3 separate regions of the Mus musculus genome follow, and all the other regions are linked to region 3. A link is a contact called in public Hi-C and HiCAR-type data. All regions are on one chromosome and are shown on one strand. Each heading gives the region's core, a stretch centred on a gene start, on an enhancer-like site or on the middle of the called end of the contact. The rest is flanking DNA. Distances are from core to core; before and after follow the strand shown. Region 1 overlaps Crb1 (crumbs family member 1, photoreceptor morphogenesis associated). Region 2 holds the start of Zbtb41 (zinc finger and BTB domain containing 41). Region 3 holds the start of Dennd1b (DENN/MADD domain containing 1B).

What was found. A called contact is a pair of places that touch in the nucleus more often than the background predicts. HiCAR-type assays count read pairs that join an accessible place to other places.
Region 1: a Hi-C map of the G1E-ER4 cell line shows a contact between it and region 3, with 2.2 times the contacts expected there. The contact joins the enhancer-like site here to the promoter of Dennd1b in region 3. A contact is called at or near these places in 2 of 39 promoter capture datasets (the 3T3-L1 cell line and hippocampal neurons), 3 of 484 Hi-C or Micro-C datasets (the G1E-ER4 cell line, adipose-derived mesenchymal stem cells and cortical neurons) and 2 of 115 datasets of contacts at active chromatin or transcription factors (the SCID.adh cell line and stem cell-derived neural progenitor cells).
Region 2: a contact with region 3 is called in a HiCAR-type map of astrocytes, with 2.0 times the contacts expected there. The contact joins the promoter of Zbtb41 here to the promoter of Dennd1b in region 3. A contact is called at or near these places in 3 of 39 promoter capture datasets (liver, neutrophils and pre-B cells), 2 of 484 Hi-C or Micro-C datasets (CD4 T cells and cortical neurons), 4 of 115 datasets of contacts at active chromatin or transcription factors (astrocytes, effector CD8 T cells, memory CD8 T cells and 1 more) and 1 of 9 other capture datasets (adipose tissue).

The regions. Positions count from the first base shown.
Region 1 is chr1:139,261,743-139,265,302 of GRCm38.p6, reverse strand. All of the region lies in intron 5 of Crb1 (crumbs family member 1, photoreceptor morphogenesis associated), which reads left to right. Among named protein-coding and RNA genes, the nearest start is that of Gm41960, 96 kb to the right of the region's middle. Within about 2 kb of position 1,997, at least 17 of the 459 cell types and tissues checked have an H3K27ac peak or open chromatin away from gene starts, as enhancers often do. A contact at or near this core is called in the G1E-ER4 cell line and the SCID.adh cell line, where this site is marked.
Region 2 is chr1:139,420,711-139,424,316 of GRCm38.p6, reverse strand. It overlaps Zbtb41 (zinc finger and BTB domain containing 41), which reads right to left and starts at 1,934. Exons shown (of 11, transcript NM_172643.5): 1 at 1,894-1,934; 2 at 50-1,283. The coding sequence starts at 1,166.
Region 3 is chr1:138,961,596-138,965,450 of GRCm38.p6, reverse strand. Dennd1b (DENN/MADD domain containing 1B) reads right to left here and starts at 1,742. Exons shown (of 22, transcript NM_001166501.1): 1 at 1,566-1,742. The coding sequence starts at 1,582.

The DNA.
Region 1 (3,560 bases), core at 748-3,247, 300 kb before region 3:
CCAAGTAACAAGGAAGAAACTCAAATATCACTCATAACTTTACATATGATAATCATGCTTTTCATTTATTATTAAGTGTGTGTGTGTGTATATATGTGTATACACACATGTACACTTTAGTATACATGTGAAGGTCAGAAAAACTTTTTGGACTTGGTTCTCCATTTTATCATGAGCTTCAGGGACAGATGAAAGGTCACCAGACTTGAGAGGCAAGGAATTTTACCCACTAAGCCACCTCCCCCACTTCTATTTTTAATTTTTCAGGGAACTACCACATTAGCCATTCAACTTACTTTCTCACCAACAGTGAACAAGAGATTCATTTTCTCCTTCCCCTAATATTTCATTGATATTCAGAATTATAATCATTGCATTTAAATGTTTTGGTAGAAATTTATTGTATTTACAGTATTTATAAATAAATACACATGCTTTGTTTAATTCATTTTATTAAGTTTACACATATGGATATTAAATTTATATACATAAAAATTAATAAATAATAGTCATGTATGTTATGTTACTCTATTCATTTTGTTAATTAAATGTGTATGTATTCAAATATTCTTCTTCATTTTCTAACTTTCAAGATGTTACTATTATGAACTCATTTTCTACTGCATAATTGTAAGTAATTTTTCTGTCTAAATAAAAAATACTACATTTTCTCTCCTTAAGAAGTTTAAATTTTTCTTAGGAAAGATCATAGTCACTATGCCTATCAGGTTCTCTAAGTCTAAAACTTAAATGTTCATCAATATTGGGAAATTCTTGGCCATTTCATCTTTCAAAATCTCCTTTATCTTTTTTTATTGGCTGCTCTTGTAGATGGTTAGATGGCAATGCTCTTTGTCCTTTATCTTCTGTGATCCTGAGCTGCAATTTCCTTCCTGTTTCTGCTTGCTACACATGGAGCTCAAGTCAGATTCTCCCTTCCAGTAACTGTGATCTGTGTCCAGTCCATTATTTAATTCGCAGTGGGATTCTTATGCCAGTTATGTTTCTAAAAGGTTCTACCCCTTTAATTATTTTAAAATCTTTGACCTCTCCCATTTTAAGATCCATTTATATTTTCAGTTTTCTTAAATAATCCACTATCATTGTAAATTTTTACATCTCTTATTCTCAGTTCACAATCACAATTCTTTGCTTCTTATTTATTGATTCATTTTTAGCGTGATCTCTTATCCCTTGAAATTTTTGTTGGACCTATTTGTTGCCTGGGCTTAAAAGATTTCTCCCCAGAGTTTTTGGGTTTCTTTTATGTCTACTTTAGAGAATATCCAAGTTTCTAACTGTGGCTTTTATGTTGCACAGCACTGTGAATTTAGAATCCACACAAGAAAGCAGATTAGTAATTAGGAATTCTCCAGGAAATTTATTTTTCAGTTGAACAAAGCCTGTCAAAGTTTAGCTAATGCCTGTTACACACATTTGTCTCTTCTGATTCACTCAAAAGATATTCTTCCTTACAGCTTCAATTTGGATATACTATTATCAGGAAGGATTGTATTCATTTTCCTCAAGCTATGGTCCATCCAATTGTCAGCAATCAAAGTCCTATCTTTATCTTGAAGTTTTGTCAAGATAAGTTTCTTCTTATTCCAAACTTTCCATTGTCTACTTTGCCTAAGATAACCATTTCTATCCTAGAGTTTTATGTTTACCAGACATATTGCCACCTTCTTCTAGTTTTGAACTCAGTGCTTACAAAACATTTTTAAAGCCCCTGCCCATTGCTGGTGAGTTTAACCTTGCTTATTCTTTTTGTTCTCTGCCTTGTTGGATTATATTTTTAGGTCTACATCTTTTTTTATCTGCTTGTGGATTTTTATCTCTATTAATGCTTGATATTCCATGAATTAGTCCACTTACATAACTTTGACAAGGAAGTTCTTTAAAAAAAAACATTTAACCGGTTTCTTTTATTATGAAAATGAAAGTGAAAGCATATCATCTTGGGTCTTCTACCCTTAAGTTAAAAACCTCACCAAGCTTTTCCTAAGTTCTCAGCTCTCTGTGGGCAGCACAGTCTTTGTTAATGGAGTCATCACTTGGGGAACAGATGTTTCAAAACTTTTGGTTTTACACTTTTTAAGAATGACTGTCATAATTATGAGCTTTATTCTATTTTGTGGAGTGATTTAAACAAGCGTGCAAATTAAACTGATCACAATGAATTAATTCAGAAAGAAAATACAATTCTATTATCTTTTAGTATTAATTCTATTCAATCCTTTTCATTTCTCTCAGAAATATTTCAACTTTTAAGGTCTAATTTCTGTTCTCTAGTCCTTCTGTTCTCTAGATTAAACTCTGGGGCAATTTTTGATTTTGCTTTTAAACATTGATATAATTTTTAAACTATTAATTGCATTATAGCCAGGGGGAAAACACTGAGGACATTTAGCCTGAGGATTCTCTTGCACTAAGCATTGTACACATTTCTCCCAGGTCGTAGGTTTTAGTCAGGTTGTATGACACTTACACCTCCAGTGTAGATTAGTACAGCGCTGCATCAGAGCTTGCTTGAATGGTGCCTCATCATGTCCAGTGTCTTCTTTCCTCCCGCAGTCTTTAACCTCATCCTCTTGTCTGTTATCTGGCCATTTTCTTTTCCTATTTTTTCTCTTTATTTTCCTAGAAACCAAGTTTTCATGCATTCTAAAAGTTTCTGTGTGTTCCTTTGTAAATTCAATTTTAGCTTTTTTCCCCCCTTTAGCTTTTTGGAGTTATATCTCCTTTCTTTTATGGAACATTAGAGATGGACAAAGGAGATAGATTTATCCTTATTCTAGAAGCACTCTAGCTTTGCAAGTCCACACAAACTCATATATTTATCCAATTACCATGTGCTTTCTCTTTCTACCTTAAAACAAGCAAAACAAAACAGAAAGAAAAAAAAAGATTTCTTTAACACGCTTGGGTGGTAATGAAGCTCTGATTAGTGTGGCTGGGGACAATGAGTTGCTATAGCTGTTCTGAATGTTGAATTTGAGGTTAAACAACTGTCTTTCCTTGAACTTATTTTTTATATGAGCCAATAAAAGCTGTTGTTATATAGCCAGATTTCATTTGAGTTTCCTGTTGATAGATCTCAAATAATTCTGGCAATCTGATATTGACCTGAAGAGTTTCTACCCAGTGGAGAATAAATGTACCATCAACCGGTGTGTATTGAGTAGGATAGGCAGTCCTCAGACCCCACATGGCTCTCTGAAGGACAACGGAGTTCCTCATAGATGTCTGGTAGCTGGTGAACATCTGTTTGAACACCACTAATCTGAAATGGGAGCTCACATGTTTGATAGCGACTTCAAGTCAATACTAGCAAATCCCAAATCAGCCAGGATTGTTTTCCTTTAGCCTGGTATCTTCTTTATCGCCATTTTGCATTGCATAGAGTACTCTGTCTTTTCTCTTGTTAGTCCCATAAGTTACTGTTTCTAAAGGCACATAGGAAGATGGAGTATAAAGACGGAGGTGAGTAATACTCCTCTAATGACCTCTAACCAGCAGCTATTGGTAGTTGGTCTGTCCTCTTATCCTGGCTGATG
Region 2 (3,606 bases), core at 685-3,184, 460 kb before region 3:
AGAGGCACAAGGGGTAAGTGACTAGGGCTAGGAAAGGGGTTAGCCTTACCTATCCGGTCAAATGTCTTATCACATTTGGGACACTGCAGGATTTTCTTATTGCTGTTCTGAATGATGACGGGAGCTAACCCTTCATGGATGCTCCCGGCAGAGTCGCCAGCCTCAGGTTCCTCTTCTGCATCATTATCTTTGTCACTCTGCTCCGTGTCAGAGTCTTCATCGGACACTTCCTCCTCCAGCTCTTCGTCTTCGGCATTATATTCACTGCCAGGGTCCTCAGAATCATTTCTATCTGACCTCTCCTTCTCAGAACTTTCTTGATGCAAATTGTCTGACCCATCCCCACTCTCCTGTTCATCGTCGCTGGTATCCTCAAACTTGACAGGGCACTTCCGATTCCTCTTTGACCTCCGGGTAGAAAAACTTCTCTCCAGCATTTTTAACCCATGTTTTTTCCCAAGGAGCAGAGACCTGTGAGTTTTGGCTAAATGATTCTCTAAGGACTTTTTATAGCAGAAATGCCTACTACAAAATTTGCACTGATGACTACTCGACAGTCTTCCAGTTAGCTCATTTAGTGTTTCTTCTGGTGACGACTTTTCAGTCAGTTCGGCCTGAAAGGCAGCAACATTCTCATTATTCAGCAGCTTTACCGCATCGATGATGTCCAAAAATTTTGCAGCCTCTAACACAAGAGGTATTTCGTATTTGTACACAAAAAACTCCGATGTGTAGAGGAACTCAAGCAAATGCTGAAAAACCGAATGCGTTACGTGATCCAGGGTGACAACATCAGTGCTTGGATTTTTGCTCAGACACGCATGAAAATAACTACTGCCGACAGCAACGACCACTTTATGCGCACTAAACTCTTTCCCTTCCACTATGATAAGTAAATCGCAGAAAGACGGTTGCTTCTGCCTATCATCGTTCAAATACTTCAGCAAATTCTTATTATACTGCAAAGAACTCAAAAGCTTTCTCTGATCTGGAGAGGGAGGCAGTTCTTGGCAACGCTGGGCAGCTTCGGGGGTTGGTCTTTCTGGAGCCTGAGTATAGGTCACTTGGCCACACTCCACAGCAGCATTTTCTTCCGAAGAGTCTTTATGATAGCCTAGATGGATCTTCTCGTCAAGATTTGAAGTAACCTTTCTCCTTTTCTTCATTGCAATGCGGCAATTTTTGAACAAGAAACTTCATACGTGACTTAGGCGATTGATGAAACAAAACTAGATTGTCTTGAACAACAGCTTCTGAAGGGGCGTGCCCCACCGTTTCATGGTCTGCAAAAAGAGTGAGAATCAGGTAAGAGCTCCACCGCATAGCCATCTTAAATAACCCAAAGGTGTTGTCAACTAGTCTTTCCTACATTGTAACTAGATTACAAAGTCGACAGTGCATTCACTCCCAGCTAAGATTTTCTTTTTTTTTAGGGCAGGGAACCAGGAGAGCTGGGCTGGGAAAGACAATCCAACAAAAGAATAGTGTGAAGTGAAGGCACAGCACACCTTCCAGGCCTGATTCACGAATAAGGTGGAGAGAACACAACCCAGAGAGCACCATCCCGCCGAGACCGCAAACAAGGCAGACTGGCCGGCCGGGACCGCAGTCCCGATTTGGGTGCTGGGACCTTGACAATAAGGCCAGCGCGGCCACGAAACGCAAGTCTCCATTAGCATGCTTTCCCCGGGCGAGCGCGGCATGGCTCCTGAGCGACAGACCTTCCGAAATCCACTAGGCACGGCGGCCCCAGGAGGGGAGCAGAGTGGGGTCAGCACGGGCGACGACTGCAGGAAGCCGAGTCTTCCCAGGCCGGGGTTGGCGGGGACCCGCGCTCGCCCGTGACCCTTCCCTCCCAGGCTGCCCGGGGCAAGCGTCCCACAGGCCCATTACCGGGAAGCCCGGGCTCCCGCGCCGGCTCGGGGCCGCCCAGCTCCGATCCCCGCGCGCTCGCGCCCGCGCCCACCCACTTCCGGGTCCGGCCCCCCACCTCAGCCACCTCGGCGGCGCTCCTTCCCCTCGCGGAGTCCCGCCGCCGCCGCCGCTCGCCAGGCAGGCACGTCAGGCCCGCGCAGCCGCCCAGCCGCCGCGAGAAGCCGGGGAGCCCCGGCATCCGCCCGAGCGCATGCGCGCGCCTCCAGCCCTGCGCATGCTCCGTGAGCTTTCTTTCCTGCCCTGGGTGCCCTACCGAGGTCCCAGGTCCGTTATACCCGCTTTTCGTGGCCACTTAAGGGCCCTCGTTAACTGAACCAGAAAAACTTGGCTGCGGGAGGGGAAGATAGCTGTGATGAGGGGTTAGGGGGAATTGGCGCCACGACAACTGGTGTGTTTCCAGTGTGTCACCAAACAGCGACCTCCTCCGGAAACCTGCCAGTTTCCAGTCCACAGTGGCAAACACCCAAAGTGCTGGCTGGAAGTAGTTGTATGGCTTTCCGACTTACATGTGCGTAAAATGTAAGCACACCTAAAATTGTGGGGTTTGTTTTTATTACCTTGCTATGAACAGAAGATGTGCATGTAAGATGTGAAGCTGAGAAAAGGACAACCAAACCTCTACGGGACTTAGAGCCTCAGAGCCCCTGCCTAACGTGTTGCATCTCCGACAGAATGCCCAGTGGCCCGATATTGCCCGTCTGGCGATGAAGGTTCTAGAGTTTGTTTGTACAAACCTAAGGAAAAAAACTGATACAAAGGCCGTGACCAAAAAGAAATCAATACACACACCTTCCCTTTTACCTGTAACTCCACTCTCTTCATAACTCTGAATCTGAAAAGGTTACCCTCTCATTAGCAAATACGAGCAAGTGCATACCCAGGAGGAGGAGAAGTTGAGGGAGCGTGTGGGGGACTTTTGGGATGGCATTGGAAATGTAAATGAAATAAATACCTAATTAAAAAAGAAGAAGAATGTACACCCAGAATAGTATAAGGAAAGCTAATGAAAATGATAAAATACTCAGAGCTATAGATTATAAAGTAGAAAATGTTTGAAAAGACAAGCCCATAGATATTAATTTTGTGTGTGTGTGGGGGGGGGTGCAGTGTTATCATCCATCGTCTGGCTCCTACCACCAAGTCTTTCCAGCTGTTGTCATGTGTCAGTGTTCTAAGTTACATGGGACAATCAAAGAAATGGGGTCACTTCCGGGCGAAATATGGCATTGCAGGCAGCAAAGAGGAACGGCCTCAATGAGCTGAACCTCGGACAGCTGTTCAAATGCTGTTTGGGGAGGGGGATAAAGCAAGCCCCTCATACAAAGGCCTGTGGTCTAAGCTAGATGTTTCATGAAGGAGAACACCACACCACTGCAACTTTAGCCTTCACTGTGTACTGTTTGTAGTACTCAATAATGTAAGACATTCCAGGTCTGCCAGGGCAGTCTTGTGACCAAAGTCGGGCAAAGGATGGAAAGCTCCTTCAGGAAAAAAAAAAAAAAAAGACTCTATAGAAAAAAAAATCACCATTTCTACAATGATTTCTTCAAGGTCAAGGTACTTCTAAAAACCATCTATTCATTCTGGTGTTTCCCCTAGGTCCAGTGAAAAAACAGCAATTTTCATTCAAATGTTTACCTTAGATATAATGATTCTACCAAACACACCACA
Region 3 (3,855 bases), core at 493-2,992:
TATTGTACTTGAACATGCTCAAAGTAGAGAGCTGTTCACACACTCCAAGGTAACAAAACCTAACAAAAATTATTTTCTTAATATCAACTATTTTTAAGGAATTTGGACATTGGCCTCCTCATTAAATCCCCCCCCCCACACACACACACACACACACACACAGAACAGAAAGTTTGTTTCAGTTCCTTCACAAGTACTAGTTTGGGTTTGTTTTTTTTTTTTTTTTTTCTTCCTAATTTCTTATACTACATGCTTAGCCCATTTATTTGGTACATTTCAAAAGGCAGACTGAAATATAGTGAGATACTCAAAGCAAACAAAAATTTGGTATTGTAGAGTTTCTTTCCATCAGAAGGTATAAGATTAAGTCTGGGGATGTAGCTCACCAGTGCACAGTATCTGCCCTAGAGTGCTTGAAGCCTTGGGTTTGACCATAATGGGAGGGAGAGGCAGGGGACTGTTAAAGGAAAAGACATCACAATGCACAAAAGTGATGGTGTATATTTCAATTACCCTGTTAAGACTAGTGCCTTTGTACATTGGCTTGTTTAATACATAATTTCTTTAAGATATTAATGCTATCTCTCACTTCTAAACAAACATTGATTTTAAATATATATATATATATATATATATATATATATATATATATATATATATATATATAACATGACATTCTTTAGAACTGGAGGGAAAGACAACCCATACAAATTAATTTATAAATATCCACTTCTCCACTTCCTCATCCCACCCGCTATTAACTTGTTTCATGAGCATAAACCGGGCTCCAGCTATCTTTTTTTTTAATTCCCTCATAGTACAATAAATTGTCCAAAGAGTAAGTTGTGTGTTTTTTTTTAATCACCCTGTCCTCTATGGTGTCAAATATTAAAGGAAATATTCTAAAATGTGTAACATTTCTATCTTCATAAGATATTTAGAATTTGTCTTAGGTAAATAAATCCTGACTCGGTAATACTTCTCTGCAATCTACAGGGCCTTTCACTGTGGCTCTAACACACAGTGAGGTAGAACGGAAGAGGAGGGGGCGGTCAAAGAAGACGAGATTTCTTCCCAAAGTAAAGTTTCCAGAGAAAAAGCTGCAAATACCCATCTCTAAGACACCTCCAAGCAGAGCCGCCACCGTTATTCAAATTGCTTTTTACCTACTCCCTACAAGTAAAATGGCCAATGGTGAAGAGCCACCTTAGTGCATATACCACTCTGCAAGCAGCACACACACTCAGCGGCTGCACAAACAAACACCGCTTTCATTTTAAACGAAGGGAAAGCATCAGAAAGCAACCCTGGCCACCCTGAAAAATCACCCTAAAGGGAACCACGGCGATCCTAACGCCGGGGGAGCGGTTCCCTAACCACCGCTCGCAGAGCCGCCCGCCCGTCCGCCCGCCCGCCCGCCCGCCGCGGCGCACGGCCGACCCGGCCCGGGGAAGACCGGTCGCCGGCCGGGCAGGCTTTGCGGCCTAGCGCCGACCTCCGCGCAGCGGGCCGTACCGGGCAGGCCGCACCCGGGGCCGCGGAGGCCTGGCCCCGCCGCCGCTCACCTGGTCCTGCGGTCCATGGTCACATGTCGCTGCGGGGCTGCCGTCGCCCCGCGCCCGCACGCCCGCACGCCGTCCGGGACGCGCTGCTCCGAGCGGCGGCTGGCCCACGGCGCCCTCCGCGGCCTCGCGGGGACAGCACCGCGGCGACGCCGCCCCCGCCCCTGCCCCTGCCCCCGCCTCTCGGTTCCCGCGACCCGGCCGGCGGCGGCTTCGCCACCTTCCGCGAACCAGGAAGTCGGCGGGAGGGGGAGGGGGCGCACGGGGACGCGCCCGGCGGCTGCACCTGGCCGCGCGGGCTCCGGGCAGGACCTGCCCTCCTGCTGTCCTGGGCACCGGCTCCTGCGATCCCCGGCCTGGGAAAGCACTTCTGCCCCGGGGTTCCCACATCACGACTCCCATTCATTGCAAATTGGGAGCTCGAGTGGATGCTCTGACTTCCGCCTCACTCCTGCCCGTGGCCCCGGTAGTGCTCTCTCGGAAACCCAGAGCCGCCCCCTCCTGATTCAGGAATGTTCAGACTTCATGCACCTGCTAACCAGCTCTGCCAAACTGCTCAAGGACAGGCTCCAGTTGCCGGCACATATGGGAAACACATTCCTGCCGCAGACACCGGACGCACAGCCAGGGACTTAACTTTTGAACACACAGTAGCAGGCCCCCTAGAGTGTCGTTCTAGGGGAGCTGAGAGGGCACCACGAAGGATGGAGGAGGTGGAACCTGATGTGTTTCTGTAAGCAGTGACAAACACTGGCTTGGTGTTTTCAACACCTGAGCTATAGGTAGGTACCTTAATCCAGAGCAAGAGACTGGATCTGAGATAAGGAAGCAGTAGGCAGTGGCAAAGTTGGAATCTAACCAAGCTCAGCTGCTGCTGATTCTTACTGTGGCTTCTTACTGCCTCGTCTGCTGCTGTCTCAGATGCAGGATCTACTAAGAAGACATTTAGAAAGATTTATGGTAGACGTTGAAAACATTGTCCAGGGCTGGAGAGTCACACAGACTCCTTAGGGACTGGAGAAGGCTTTCTCCCAGCTAGCATTCCCCCTTGACAAGGCTAGAGTGACTGTCATGCAGTAAGGGTTACTTCAGACTGTATCCATCCACACAGAAAGTACGAGAATGAGGAAACCAACATGGTATGAATGTGGTATGAGTCACGACACATAAAAGTCAGACACGGAGCCTTGGAAAATAAAGACTAGATTTGATCTTATACTTTCCTGCTAAAAAAAAAAAAAAAAAAAAAAAAAAACGGTGTTGCTCCATCAAGATAGAAAGATATAGTCCACAGCCACAAACCTCTTACTTTAAAAAAAAAAAAAAAAAAATGAGCTCCCAATGTGGTTGAAAAACAAAACAAAATGTCAGAGCATACTGTTTTTGTCACAGCTTGTCTTGGCGTGGGATATTAACTTCAGTTTCTCGCTTCCTACATTTGTAAAATGGGAATTATGATTCGCCTGTCACATGAGGACTGTGCTGTTCAAGTTTAAAATTGCAATGCTTCTTGTGAGATATTTGGAGAAATCAGTGAATTTCAGTTTCACAATTAGGCCAACTATACCATGTTTATATGGTTTTCCCATATAAAGATTTTTGCTGCCTAACTAACAAGTTAGCTTACTAGAAAGACTTGAAATAAATTCTGTAACTAAAAACGACTTCTGCCCCAAGAGTTCCTGAAATGTGAGAGTTTCTTCTTTCATTATAATTAATTCTTCTCCAAAGTAAACAATCCTGTCTAGGGTGACTGTGCCATGAATTCTTAGTTTGGGGTGAGAAAATAGTAACAAATGTTTTCAATGTCCGTTGTTGGAATTATATAAAATGACAGTTACTCTATAAAGTTAAGATTGTTACTTATTCAAGCTATACTAAGTATGAAGACAAAATGTCCCATATATTTACTCTGTATCAATCACATTTGAGGCCAACTACAATAAAGAGTTAGATATTATTGATCTTAATAAATAAACACAGGCAGGTATGATTTATATACATAGTTTATCGAAAATTAGTGCAGATAGAAGTTGGAATAAACCTGTCATGTTTATTGAAGTAAACCTATGTTTATTGAAACCAGTGATATAATTTTGGTAATTTTCGCTTCATAGAAAACAACATTACTAATAGAGAAGTTTATAGAAGGCAAATAATCAAATTGGTTGTCACATTTTCCCAAGATCATATTTCAGCAGTAATATTTCCTACTTGACAATAACATTTTTAGAACCATAGTAATTCAAGAACCAGATACTATAATAGTATTGGCAAGGAGCACATAACAGGA